4 separate regions of the Mus musculus genome follow, and regions 1, 2 and 3 are each linked to region 4. Evidence: chromatin contacts called from public HiCAR-type, HiChIP or PLAC-seq and promoter capture Hi-C data. All regions are on one chromosome and are shown on one strand. The core of a region is the stretch at or near the end of the contact, and the rest is flanking DNA. Distances in the headings are between cores, read along the strand shown.

What was found. Promoter capture Hi-C pulls out the DNA fragments that hold promoters and counts their contacts. HiCAR-type assays count read pairs that join an accessible place to other places. HiChIP or PLAC-seq counts read pairs in DNA pulled down with a chosen protein or histone mark.
Region 1: a contact with region 4 is called in an H3K4me3 HiChIP or PLAC-seq map of embryonic forebrain, with 5 times the contacts expected there. The contact joins the promoter of Amer3 here to the promoter of Uggt1 in region 4. A contact is called at or near these places in 2 of 39 promoter capture datasets (the 3T3-L1 cell line and hippocampal neurons) and 1 of 115 datasets of contacts at active chromatin or transcription factors (embryonic forebrain).
Region 2: a contact with region 4 is called in a HiCAR-type map of astrocytes, with 2.8 times the contacts expected there. The contact joins the promoter of Ptpn18 here to the promoter of Uggt1 in region 4. A contact is called at or near these places in 3 of 39 promoter capture datasets (embryonic stem cells, hippocampal neurons and pre-B cells), 2 of 115 datasets of contacts at active chromatin or transcription factors (astrocytes and neural tube) and 1 of 9 other capture datasets (embryonic stem cells).
Region 3: a promoter capture Hi-C map of hippocampal neurons shows a contact between it and region 4, with 4 times the contacts expected there. The contact joins the promoter of Arhgef4 here to the promoter of Uggt1 in region 4. A contact is called at or near these places in 3 of 39 promoter capture datasets (the 3T3-L1 cell line, cranial neural crest and hippocampal neurons) and 2 of 115 datasets of contacts at active chromatin or transcription factors (astrocytes and stem cell-derived neural progenitor cells).

What each region holds. Positions count from the first base shown.
Region 1 is chr1:34,578,327-34,581,026 of GRCm38.p6, reverse strand. Amer3 (APC membrane recruitment 3) reads right to left here and starts at 1,334. Exons shown (of 2, transcript NM_213727.2): 1 at 1,261-1,334.
Region 2 is chr1:34,458,419-34,461,118 of GRCm38.p6, reverse strand. Ptpn18 (protein tyrosine phosphatase, non-receptor type 18) reads right to left here and starts at 1,373. Exons shown (of 15, transcript NM_011206.2): 1 at 1,203-1,373. The coding sequence starts at 1,295. Gm32504 (a long non-coding RNA gene) reads left to right here and starts at 84. Exons shown (of 4, transcript XR_373299.3): 1 at 84-1,360; 2 at 1,456-1,698; 3 at 1,855-2,700.
Region 3 is chr1:34,676,692-34,679,491 of GRCm38.p6, reverse strand. It overlaps Arhgef4 (Rho guanine nucleotide exchange factor (GEF) 4), which reads right to left and starts at 1,310. Exons shown (of 14, transcript NM_001368773.1): 1 at 1,230-1,310. The coding sequence starts at 1,268.
Region 4 is chr1:36,242,859-36,245,558 of GRCm38.p6, reverse strand. Uggt1 (UDP-glucose glycoprotein glucosyltransferase 1) reads left to right here and starts at 1,257. Exons shown (of 41, transcript NM_198899.2): 1 at 1,257-1,489. The coding sequence starts at 1,432. It overlaps Gm39625 (a long non-coding RNA gene), which reads right to left and starts at 1,250. Exons shown (of 2, transcript XR_865343.3): 1 at 1,076-1,250.

The sequences.
Region 1 (2,700 bases), core at 85-2,584, 1.7 Mb after region 4:
CCATGAGCTCAGAACCCATGCAGGACACTTATTTAATCCATTCTCTTTCAAGGATGTGAAAACCTAAAAGACAGCAGAAGACCAAGGAGACACAGAAAGTGCATTCTAGACAGTGGACACACCCTGCAAAAGGCCCCAAGGAAAAGAGACATATAAACATGGATGCAGCGGTGACTGAAAGAGCAATGGGAACAGGCCAGGAGATCAGTCAGGAGGCCATAGCTGACCCAAGGACCCTGGACGGAGTGTGAGGAGCTACAGGTGAAAGTGGAAACTTGGGACAAGAGAGAATGGGGGGAAAGGAATGTGAATCTGAAACTACATCAGAGATCAGCAGAAAGGCGATCATGGAGATGTTCGTGTCTGCTTCTGACTCTCAGCACACCAGGACAGGAGTTTACTACAAAATTAACACTTCACGAAGCGACCTCTCTATTTTTTCCATATAGTGACAATTTTTTGATCAGTTATCTCGGATTTTCTAACCCCTCCCCCCCCCCGAATGTAATTCTGTACCTTCTTTTCTTTTAGTATGGAAAAAAATCTTATAGAGCAAAATTAAGAAGAAAAACAAGTGACCACATGGCCTGTAGTTTTAGCATTTGAAATGCTCGCCCCTCCCCTCCCCCAAACCCTAGCAGGTCACAGCGGGCTGTTAAGTATGAAGAGGTGTCATATTTAAAGAAGAGCAGCCCTAGATGAGGTACCTTGCCCAGCGACTTCATTGGTGTTGGGGAGGAGGTAGCAAAGGCTAGGGGGCAGTAGTTTGTCTCTGTGGCAGAGTGCCTTGTTGCTGGTGTGGTGAAGGCCCAAGTGACATGGAAAAGCTCTCGTGTTCTGGGATGGGGGTGGGGATGGTAATAAAGCAGAAATAGAATCTGCAGCGAGAACCACCCACTCCCACACTGGGGAGACAATGGGCCCTATGGGTGAGGGTCCTGGCCCACGTCCTCCTAGAGAGCTCTGCCAAATGGACAGATGGACCACTATAATCTTACTTGTTCTTCCCCAGACCCCTCGTCGCGGTGACAGGGTTTTTCGCATTCCCTAACCTAAACCTAACCCAGTCACTGAGCTCAGCTCCAGGCCCCGCGCATCCTCTCTGGGCGCCGCGGAGTGGAGGCAGTGCCCATCTAGGGCCCCTTCACTCTCCCACCCATCACAGAGAATGCATTCAAACATTTCCCGGTCCCCCCTAGCTCCCGATGAGGACCAGCGAGGCAGGGACCAACGCAGCCTCTCGGGGCCTCAGCCACTTACCGCCGGGGCTGGGGAGTGTCGCAGGGCGCGGCCGTGCCCGAGCCAGGAACGAGTGCGCGCCCGAGCCTCGCGTCAGCACCACGGCCAGCTCCAGGTTCCGCGCCGCCGTTGGGGGCGGGCCTCCGGGCACCCGCGCGCACCACCAGCCTCGGCTCCGCCGCGCTTGGGAGGGCGGTGACCGGAGGACGCTGGCGAGTAGCGGAGGAGCGAGGAGACTTAGCCGCCACTGCGCCGCCGCCACACAGAATTGCTGGCTTTGTTCTAGCTCTCTCCCTCTGCCCACCTAGCTGCTCCCATAATGCTGTGGGTTTTGCATCCCTAAACCCCTTTGGTCCTCAGTCCGGGGGTCCCCGTATACCCGGAGACTACAGGTGTGGGTCCCCCGCCCTCCTGAATCCCGCAGGTCCAGGACCCGCTGACTCCAGCTCTTTCCAAAAGACGATGTCACACACAGCCTCTCTAGCAGTCTTACTGAAGATTCAGGATTCTAAGGCTTGGAAGAATGAGCAAGTCAATGTGGGGAGGAAGAAAATCATAAATTAAAAGAGACATTTCCTTTCCACGCACTTACTGTGTGGTCTGCTGATGCTATCCCCCTGCCGCAGTCTTGAAGATCAAACAGAAACGATTTGGGGAACCCCTCCCGCAGAACTGAGGACGAGGGCCCCCCAGGCTGGTCCAGTGTCCAGGGCTGAGCTGGCAGGTGGGGATAAAGGGTAAAGAAACTCCGCTAGCGTTTAGGCGGTCTTGTCTCCTGCCGGGGTGGAGCCAAGGATGGGAAGCCTAACTGCTTCTGTTTGGGAAAGGCTGATCTCAACAAGGGGCTAGTCACAAGTGTGAGCAGGCTGAAGAGCAGTTGCAAAGGAGCCAGTTAGGATTAGGCTGAGAACCAGGGAATAAGAGGGGTGGTGACTGACAAAGACCACGCACTTCTTTGAGCCAGAAGGCTCCCTCTCTGTCCTACATCTAAAAAGTCCCGCACTCAAGGTTTTTCCAACCTTTTGATCTGCAGTGCTTTGGCAAGCCTTAACCAGTTGAAACTTCTCTCTGCCAGCCAGGGAGATGACCCATTTCTAGGGGAGCTACACGGTTGAATCTTCTTTCTACACAAACCTCCCACTAAGTGTGGTGTGTGTGTGTGTGTGCCCTGTGTGGATGTGTGCACATGCGCATGCGTGGCATAGGCCTGTGGAGGCCAAAGGTTGAGTGTCTGCCTCAACGGTTTTACTTTGTTAATGTCTCTGGAGAGAGTCTTTTGCTGAACCCTGGACGGGAAGCTCATCATTTAGTAGGTCTGGTAGGTCTAATTGACCAAGGATCATCTGATCTTCTTTTTGCCCAACACTCCCCACCACCACACACACACACACAAACACACACTCGAACACACACACACACACACACACACACACACACACACACACACTCACAGAACCATGG
Region 2 (2,700 bases), core at 124-2,623, 1.8 Mb after region 4:
TGTTTTGCTTATTTAGTTAGTTGGGGTTATTTTTTTTGTTTGGTTGGTTTTTTTATTGTTTTAGAGACAAGGTCTTCCTACATATCCCTGGCTGTCCTGGAGTTCACTGTGTAGACCAGACTGACCTCAGACTTACAGTAACCTTCCTTTCCCTGCCTCCAAGTGCTAGGATTAAAGGCATGCACCACCACCAGAGTTTCACTGTTACTGGTTTACATATTGGCCTGTGTAAACTATCTTTTTCATTCTTTGAAACAATCTCCAGAGTATTCCAGAGTGGTCACAAAATTATGTAATTCAGGCTGGCCTTGAACTCATGGTTATCCCCCGGTTTTAGGCTACCAACTGCTAGAATTACAGGCATGTGCCACCATGCCAGGCTGTAAGTGATCATTTAATGTCACACTTATTTTTATATCATTGTCATTTACATTTCTAAGTTTGAGATAGTGTATTACGTATTTGGATCATGTCACTCTATTTAAAATACGTCATTACATGTTGTGTGCCATGGCTGTTGAGTGGCAGTAGCTCTCACAAGCTTGATTGGCCCGAGGTAACGTTTACAACCTTTGTAAACCATGTTAAAGGCAGGTGCATACAGTTAATATAGCCAGTGAATACCCAACGCGTGCTAGGTGCATCTACCCAAACCACCTAATTTTCAAACCGGCTTGTCTTTTATCATTCACAATTCAAAACAGGTGAAAATGAAGTCAGAGCTCCCAGGGCCACAGTTCTGAAAAGCCCTAGGATAGACTGGTAACGCGAAACCTAGGCTAGGCTACAAGTTTCCTCGTTCCTCTTTCTGCTGCCCCAAACCACTTCCTCCCTGGGATTACAAGGTGACCCAGGAGTGGCCCGGGTTGGGGACTCGAGTCCAGCGCAGGTGTGTTGCCTCCCTCCACGGCGGAAGCCACGGCCCCGCTAGGGAGAAGATTGCACCGGGAGCTCGACACCGACACCTGAGTGTGTCTGGCTCCTCCTAAACAGTAGCCGTCTTCACCCTCTGGGCACCTGTGGGCAAAGTGCGGAAGGCTGGGAGAGTCAGGGTGAGAGAAGTGCGGGAAGAGGAAAGCCGAGAGCAGGAGGGAGGAGACGCCCCGGGAGCTGAGAGGAAAAGGCAGAGCTTTCATATTGCACAGGTGGACAGCCGTGGGGAGCGCCTGGCTGCGAAGCTTGATGGCTGGAGTGTCACTCACGCTGAACTCACGAGCGAGGATTGCCCCCTCCCGGTAGTCCCGGGCCTCCAGCTGCTCCAAGAAGCTCCTCACCAAGTCCGTATGGCGACTCATGCTGCGACCCGCTCTGAGGTCTCCCACAAGGAGTGATCCGACTCCGAGAATTTAGCCACTGCGAGGTGGGGCCTCCATTCCAGCAGCCAATGAAGACCGGTAATTGGCAGGCTCCTCGGCCAATGGCACTAGGAGTTCACTCCGTTCGTCCCGCCCATAGGTGCTGGCTGCCACCGCAGCCGAACTGGCCGTCCAAGTAGCTGCGGGTCCCGCAATTCCCCACTGGCGCCTCGGGTGCTTCGGCTGCCGTGAAGCTGGTGGAGTCCGCACGGAACGCTCAGTCCCATTGGCCTTTCCAGGGGGATGGCTGCGCTCTCAATCTCGCAGGCCGGGTTCCCAAGGTTGCTCCGGAGTCCTGCGAGCGCTGAGGTTCACAGTCGTGCGACAGCGGAATATGAGAGAGGTCGGGGACTTCGAATAAATATATTCCCTGCACTTTGCTCTGGGAAAAGGCCTATTTCTGAGGGTAGGGGGTGTGATTTCACTTTTGGAACCTGCTGGAAAAGCGGGGACACCAGGATTCAGTCCTAACTTGTGGATCTTAACCCATACCCCTCAGGGAGGAAGAGACTAGAGAGGCATTGGGAGGAAAAGTGGTCTCAACACTCACTCCGTCCCCCTTCAGGAGTTTGAAGAAGATCTTATGCTGAAGCTCCTGGGGTCCTGGAGACTAAAGACTGGAGAAGAGCCGTGCTAAGGTTTGTAGCTGAATTGGTAGAGTGCCTGTCCCAGCATTCACAAGGTGGAGGCAAGAAAATCAGAAAGTCAAGGTCACCCTAGCTTACATTGTGAATTCAAAGTTAGCTTGTGATGAAATCCTGTCTCAAAGTTAAAAAAAAAAATGGAAGAAAGGAAGGAAGGAAGGAAGGGAGAGAGAGAGAGAGAGAGAGAGAGAGAGAAAGGAAAATGTTTTAATGATGGTGGAATGGTTCAGTAGGTAAATGCCTTGCCACTAAATAAACATGACAACCTGGATTTGATACCTAGGACCCACATGGTGGAAGGAGAAAATCGACTCCAGAGTGTTGTCCTTGGACAACTACACAGGCTCTATAGTGAGGGTGTATCTCCCTACACACAAAAGAAAATAAAAGGGGGTTCTTTCCAAAACAGGCTTCAGCAGATGGAGTAGCACCACCTGCAAGGGAACCAAAGAATTTCAAGCATTGCCAACTCTCTGTTGAGGGAGGGCTCTGAGGAGATCCGTTTGGGGTCGTGTGCAAAAGTAGGGCTAAGGCGAATTGAAAGTGCTTTAAGCATGCTGAGCGGAGCGGTGGTGGCACACGCCTTTAACCCCAGCACTTGGGAGGCAGAAGCAGGTGGATTTCTGAGTTCGAGGGCAGCCTGGTCCACAGAGTGAGTTCCAGGACACCCAGGGCTATACAGAGAAATCCTGTCTCGAAAA
Region 3 (2,800 bases), core at 61-2,560, 1.6 Mb after region 4:
GAACCAAGGTCCCCAGCTCACAAAAACTCCACCCACCTGTTGCCTTAAGACCCTCACCCGAAAGGAACAAAACGAATTAACCACACTTTTCCAAACAGGAAAACAAACCCCAAAGTGCTTAAATGATTATTCCAAGATCCACCGTATAGCTTGGGATTCTGTGGCAGGGTCATCATTCCAAGAGTCTGAACAGCACAAAACAGCGAGCCAGGCATGCTCGCCCTTCCCCCACCTCGATGCGGAGCCCCAGAAAGTCCCCTCTCCCCATCCCTCATTCTCTTCCTCTATGGTTGTATTGTAACCACTAAGGTGGTTACAGGTAGGCAGGCCTTCCAAATGGCAGAGGCAAAGGCTGAGGTCAGGCAGAGTTCCTTCTATCCCGTATGGGTCTGGGTCACCTGCTCACCCCCACCCCCACCCCACCCCCACCCCCGGCTCAGAGCTCTCAGGACCAGAAGACTCTGCCTCACCCGCAGCCATCACCTGCCAGCCTTTCCCTGCGCTTCCTCCTGCTGGCCTCCAGCTGACACTTCCGGATTCTTGAAGCCTTGGTCCTAAAGTCAGGTCACATTCCCACCTCCCACACTGCTCACTTGGAGAGGTGGGACTTGGCAACCTGCAACCAGCTACCCCTCTGCCAGTACCCTGCAGCCGGCTGCCCACCCCAAGATCCCTGTGTGGTTAAGAGACGTGGTAGCATCCCAGTATAGTGGGGTCTCCACGATCGACCGACCCCAGTCAAGGACTCAGCTCTTCTACTAAGTTCCGATTCCGGTACGGAGTCTTAGGCACTTGTTCACGAAGGTGCCCCAACCGAGATTCTCCCTCTGATATATCCAGGTAACTACAATAGCAACCACTTCCTGGGTAGCTCCAGCTGCCCAGCTACCCAGCCAAGACTGGGAGAAACCCAGGAGTGCCCGGGCTCTCACCAGTCTCTCCAGCCTCGGTCAAGTCCACTTTCCCCCTCCCCGGAGCCTATAATCCCCTGTGCGCCTCTTTCTCCCCCCGTCCCCGCAGTCCCCAAGGCCACACTCGGGCAGGCCACCACCTCCAGATCCAGCACATCCATCGAGAAGCTGCGACTGCCGCGCGGATCGTTCTTGGGTACCTCTTAGGCACCCACAAACAGCCCAGGGCGCAGCGGCGTGCGCGGCTGCCCCTTCAGCAACCCCAGCAAAACTCTGCAAGCAAACCCGGTTTTGAATCCCCGGGACCACGTCTCTCACCTTAAAGAAGCTGCGAAGGAAGTGCACCACACCGAGCATGGTGCTGCCCGGGCACTACGGCCACCCGCTGCTCCTGACTGCGCTGGCGAGCCGAGCTCCGGACGCCACCCCGCGCCCCGCCCCATGGTCTGCCCTGGACCGCCGAGGAGCCCCGCCTCCGCAACCGGGCCACGCCGGGCACGTGCGAGTCCGCAGGGACTTGTCCAAACACTGGTCCCGCCTGCCCACTAGGAATCTGAGCGTAGTCTAAGTAAGAAAAGGGCAAGTGGATCCACAGCGGTCTATCTGCGGCTCACTGGCACGCTTACCTCCACCCTTTGATCCCCTAGGTCTGTCTGGCACACAGTCCTATGACTAGTGCCTGACCGTGGTCCTATTGGAAGCAGCCACCTCCCTTTCCACCTCACAGCTTAGTCAAGCGTTGAGAACCTTCAAGACGTTAACGCAATACTTTAGTAGTTGAGGAAACAGAAGCTGCGCGCAGTCTGTACTCACAAAGCTAGAACTGGGCAATTGTGGACTCAAACCCCTGTACCTAACTAAGTCTTGACCCAGAGCCCACTTCTTGCTCCCCTTTCCCCGCCTTTCCAGTTGTTCTCTGATAGATGTGACTGGAGGAAAGGTGAGGAGAGTCCTGGAAGCTGGCGCAGCGTGGTGAGACAGAAGCAGGTGACCAGGACACAGGGGCTCTAGAGTCCCGTTTTTGACGAGTCATCAGTTTTTTAGGTTCATTTGTGTGTTTGTGCACAAGCATATGCACACCACAGGAGGATGTTCCGGGACTTGGCTTTTGCTTCCCGACTTTCCCCTTGGAGACAATCTCTCACTGCGTATGGGGCTGGTTTTTCTGCTGGAATGGCTGACTGGCTGGCTGTCAAGCCCAGCTCTCCATCCTATCTCTGCCAGGTTCCTCTGACTCAGGAAAGGAGTTATGGGCAGGCGTGGCCACACCCCGATTTTTATGTGGGGGCTGGGATCCAAACTCAAATCCTCTCACTTGTACATCAAGTTCTCTTAACAACCGAGCCATCTCCCTGGCCCCTAGTTATAATTTCATAACACAAAAAGAAAATGTTAATAACAGTTCCAGTGAGGCCAACCTGAGTTATAGTCATCTTTATATAAACGCAGCTTTAACACACTCAAACCTACACACACACACACACACACACACACCATTTTTTTTAAAAAAATAGTTGTAAAACAGAAATAGAGTATTCTAAATTTCTGCAGAAGTACAGAGGCAAGAGTTTGTGAGCATTGTACTGCATTTGATGGGATCAAGCATCCCATGAAGGTTGAGCATCTGTCCACACTGGCTCTGGGCATCCCTCACTGCATCCCTCACAGCCCAAGCCTGCATCCCTCACTGAAGTCCTACCCCAGTGATCATTAGCATATTACCTAGGTGACAGTTGGAGTGTAGTATATTTCTCCTATGTTCAAACAGCATCTGCTTCTCCACTTCCTTTCAGATGCCCAGGGCAGCCAGCCTAGGCCTGGTTGAAAGATAAATGGCTAGAACCCAGTGGGGTCAATTACTTCAGAGAAGCACCTGGACATTGTATGGA
Region 4 (2,700 bases), core at 8-2,507:
TCTCCAATTTGGTACACATGTGTGTGCATGGGTGTGCAAGCTAAAGATTAGTCTCAGCTGTCATTTCTCAGGACAATGTCCAGTTTGGTTTTCTGAGAGTGTCTCTCACTAGTCTGAACCACACCCATTTGGCTGGTAGCTTGCTGGCCAGTAAGACCCAAAGTTCTGCCTGTCTCTACCTCCAGTGTTTACTTGGCTAGTATGTTATGTGTGTGTGTGTGTATGTGTGTGTGTGCATGCACGTATGTATGCCTGTGTGTGTGTGTATGTATGAATATATGTGTGTGCCTGCACACAAGCTCAATTGACACTTCGTATTTTCCCCAGTCACTCGGTATTTATTGAGGTAGAATTCTTGAGCTCAAGAATTCTGGCTAGTGTGGCTAGCCACTTTGCCAGAGGAATTGTCTCTGCCTCCTGAGAACTGGGATTACAGGTAGCTATTACTACAATTTCTACAGGGGTCCTGGAGATCTGAACTGTAGTCTTCACATCTGGGCAGCAAATACTTTGTCTACTGAGTCATCTCCGCAGCCCGTGCCTGGCGTTTGCGGTGTATTCTGGGAATTGAGCTTAGGTTTCCAGCTTAGCAGCAAGAACCTTTGTCTTTTTTGCTTTCTTTTCCCCTGATGCTGCTTGGGTCTTGGAGGTGGTGATATAGGTGTTTCAGTCAGAGCTGAGATCATTTAGTCTCAGTCAGTTTGACTAGTTATGGATCTCTGCATTAACCAACATCACATACTCTAAAACAAATTTATAACTTTTTCTTCCTTTTGAGATAGGGCCTTGAACTCACAGAGATTCTTCTGCCTTTTTTTTTTTTTTTTTTTTTCTCGAGACAGGGTTTCTCTGTATAGCCCTGGCTGCCCTCGAACTCACAAATCCGTTTGCCTCTGCCTCCCGAGTGCTGGGATTAAAGGTGTGTGCCACCACGCCCAGCATGAGCTTCTTCTGCTTTTTGTGTCTTGAGTTTGTGTACGTTTATTTAACTTGAGAGGAATAAATAATAAAAATAGGGAGAAAAAGGTTGAAATAACTATCTGCCGGGGCGGTTGGACTGCGCCTTGAAGCTCACCTGCTTGAACTGGGTCTTCTAGGATCTTAAATTCAGGAGGCGAGCTGGCTCAACCAGGAGAGGGGAGGGGCCGAGAGAAGGGGCGGGTCTTATGCCGGTTTCATGGCCGCTGCGGGACTCTCTGGCAAACCCCCGCCGCACTCGATAGCCGGAAGTCGTCCTGCCTTCGCCTCTAGGAAGCGGAAGTGCAGGGGCAGCTGGCAACTGGGTTATTGCTTTGAGAAACCGGCTTGTGAGGAGCGGCGGGAAAGGCGCGTGTCGGCTTCTCACTGGCGCAGCCTCCCCGGCGATCGCCGCTGCTCCGCCCTGCCCAGGCGTCGTTGCAGACACCGGAGTGGACGAAGCGCGGCCCGGGCATGTGCAGCCGGGGGGATGCGAACACTGCGGATGCCGCGGCTGCGCGGCGGGTGACAGGTACCTTGGGTGGCGTGGGGAGGCCTCGGGAACAGGAGAGGGGCCAGCGCGGGAGGCGACCGTGAGTCCGAGTCACCTTGGGCTTCCTCTTGTACTCTGACTCGGTTTTCCCTCCAGTGTTCTCTCCACGAGCGCCTCAAGTCGTCCCCAGCGGTCTTCTGGGGACAGAGTGGCGGCGGGCTCACTCCAGCAGTCCTGACCCTGTTTGAAGTGTAGGAGGAGGAAGCGCCCCCAGGACTTTAGACCAAGTCTGACCCTAAGTAGGTTGAGAATCAGCATTTTGCATGATTCTGGAGAAACGAGTTGGCGTTTTTATAGGTTTCTGAGTTCAGGTGATGCATCTGTGGGTGATAAGATCTCTTGGCGTGAAATTGGACGGTTCACTTCACTTTTAGCTTGTGATCTGTGCATCTCCAAAACATTGTGATCGTGAGCTCTTCTTGCTGCTGGGCTGAAAGCTCTCTTGTTCTGCATTTGTTGCCAGGTTTGAAATGGAGAGAGTGTTTTGTTTGTTCTGAGACCTATGATCTTGCCCTTGCAGTGCCTTGGAAACATCTGTGCCCGTGCAAGCTTATTGTAGTATAAAGTTCTTTATTTCCTAGTAATACCTTGTACACTGCCAAACGCATGAAGACATAGTCATGTCTGTTTGCTTGTCCTACCCCTTTGGAGGTAGGGTCTCAGGATCATAGGCTACCCTTGGAATCCCGGCCACCACCAGATCTGCTTGGAGACATTTTACAAAGCTAGTTAACACTACAAAACTGGAGCAGATTGTAGCCTTTCCACTTGACTTGTTTTTGGTAAACTTAGCTGAAACTTTTCTTTCTTAAATAAAAAATTTTATTTTGTTTACTTAGATTTTGTTGTGTGTATACAGGACAACTTAGTGGAGTTAGCTTTCTCCATCCACCTCTGTGTGGCTTTCTTTTTAGGGCTCAATCTCAGGTCACCAGGCTTGCATGGCAAGAGCCTTTACCCACAGAGCCATCTTGCTAAAACTTTCTTTTTTGCTTTCTTGAGGGAGGAAGAGAAAGGGAGAGAGGATCTAGATATAGAGACACAAATTAAATGTCTGTCTCTCTGTCTGACTGTTTGTCTATATCAAGAGGTGGGAGAGAGAATATGAATTTGTTATGTAGAGACCAGAAGACAACTTTAAAGGATGGCTCTCTCCTTCCACCATGGGGGTCTGGGGATTGAATTCAAGT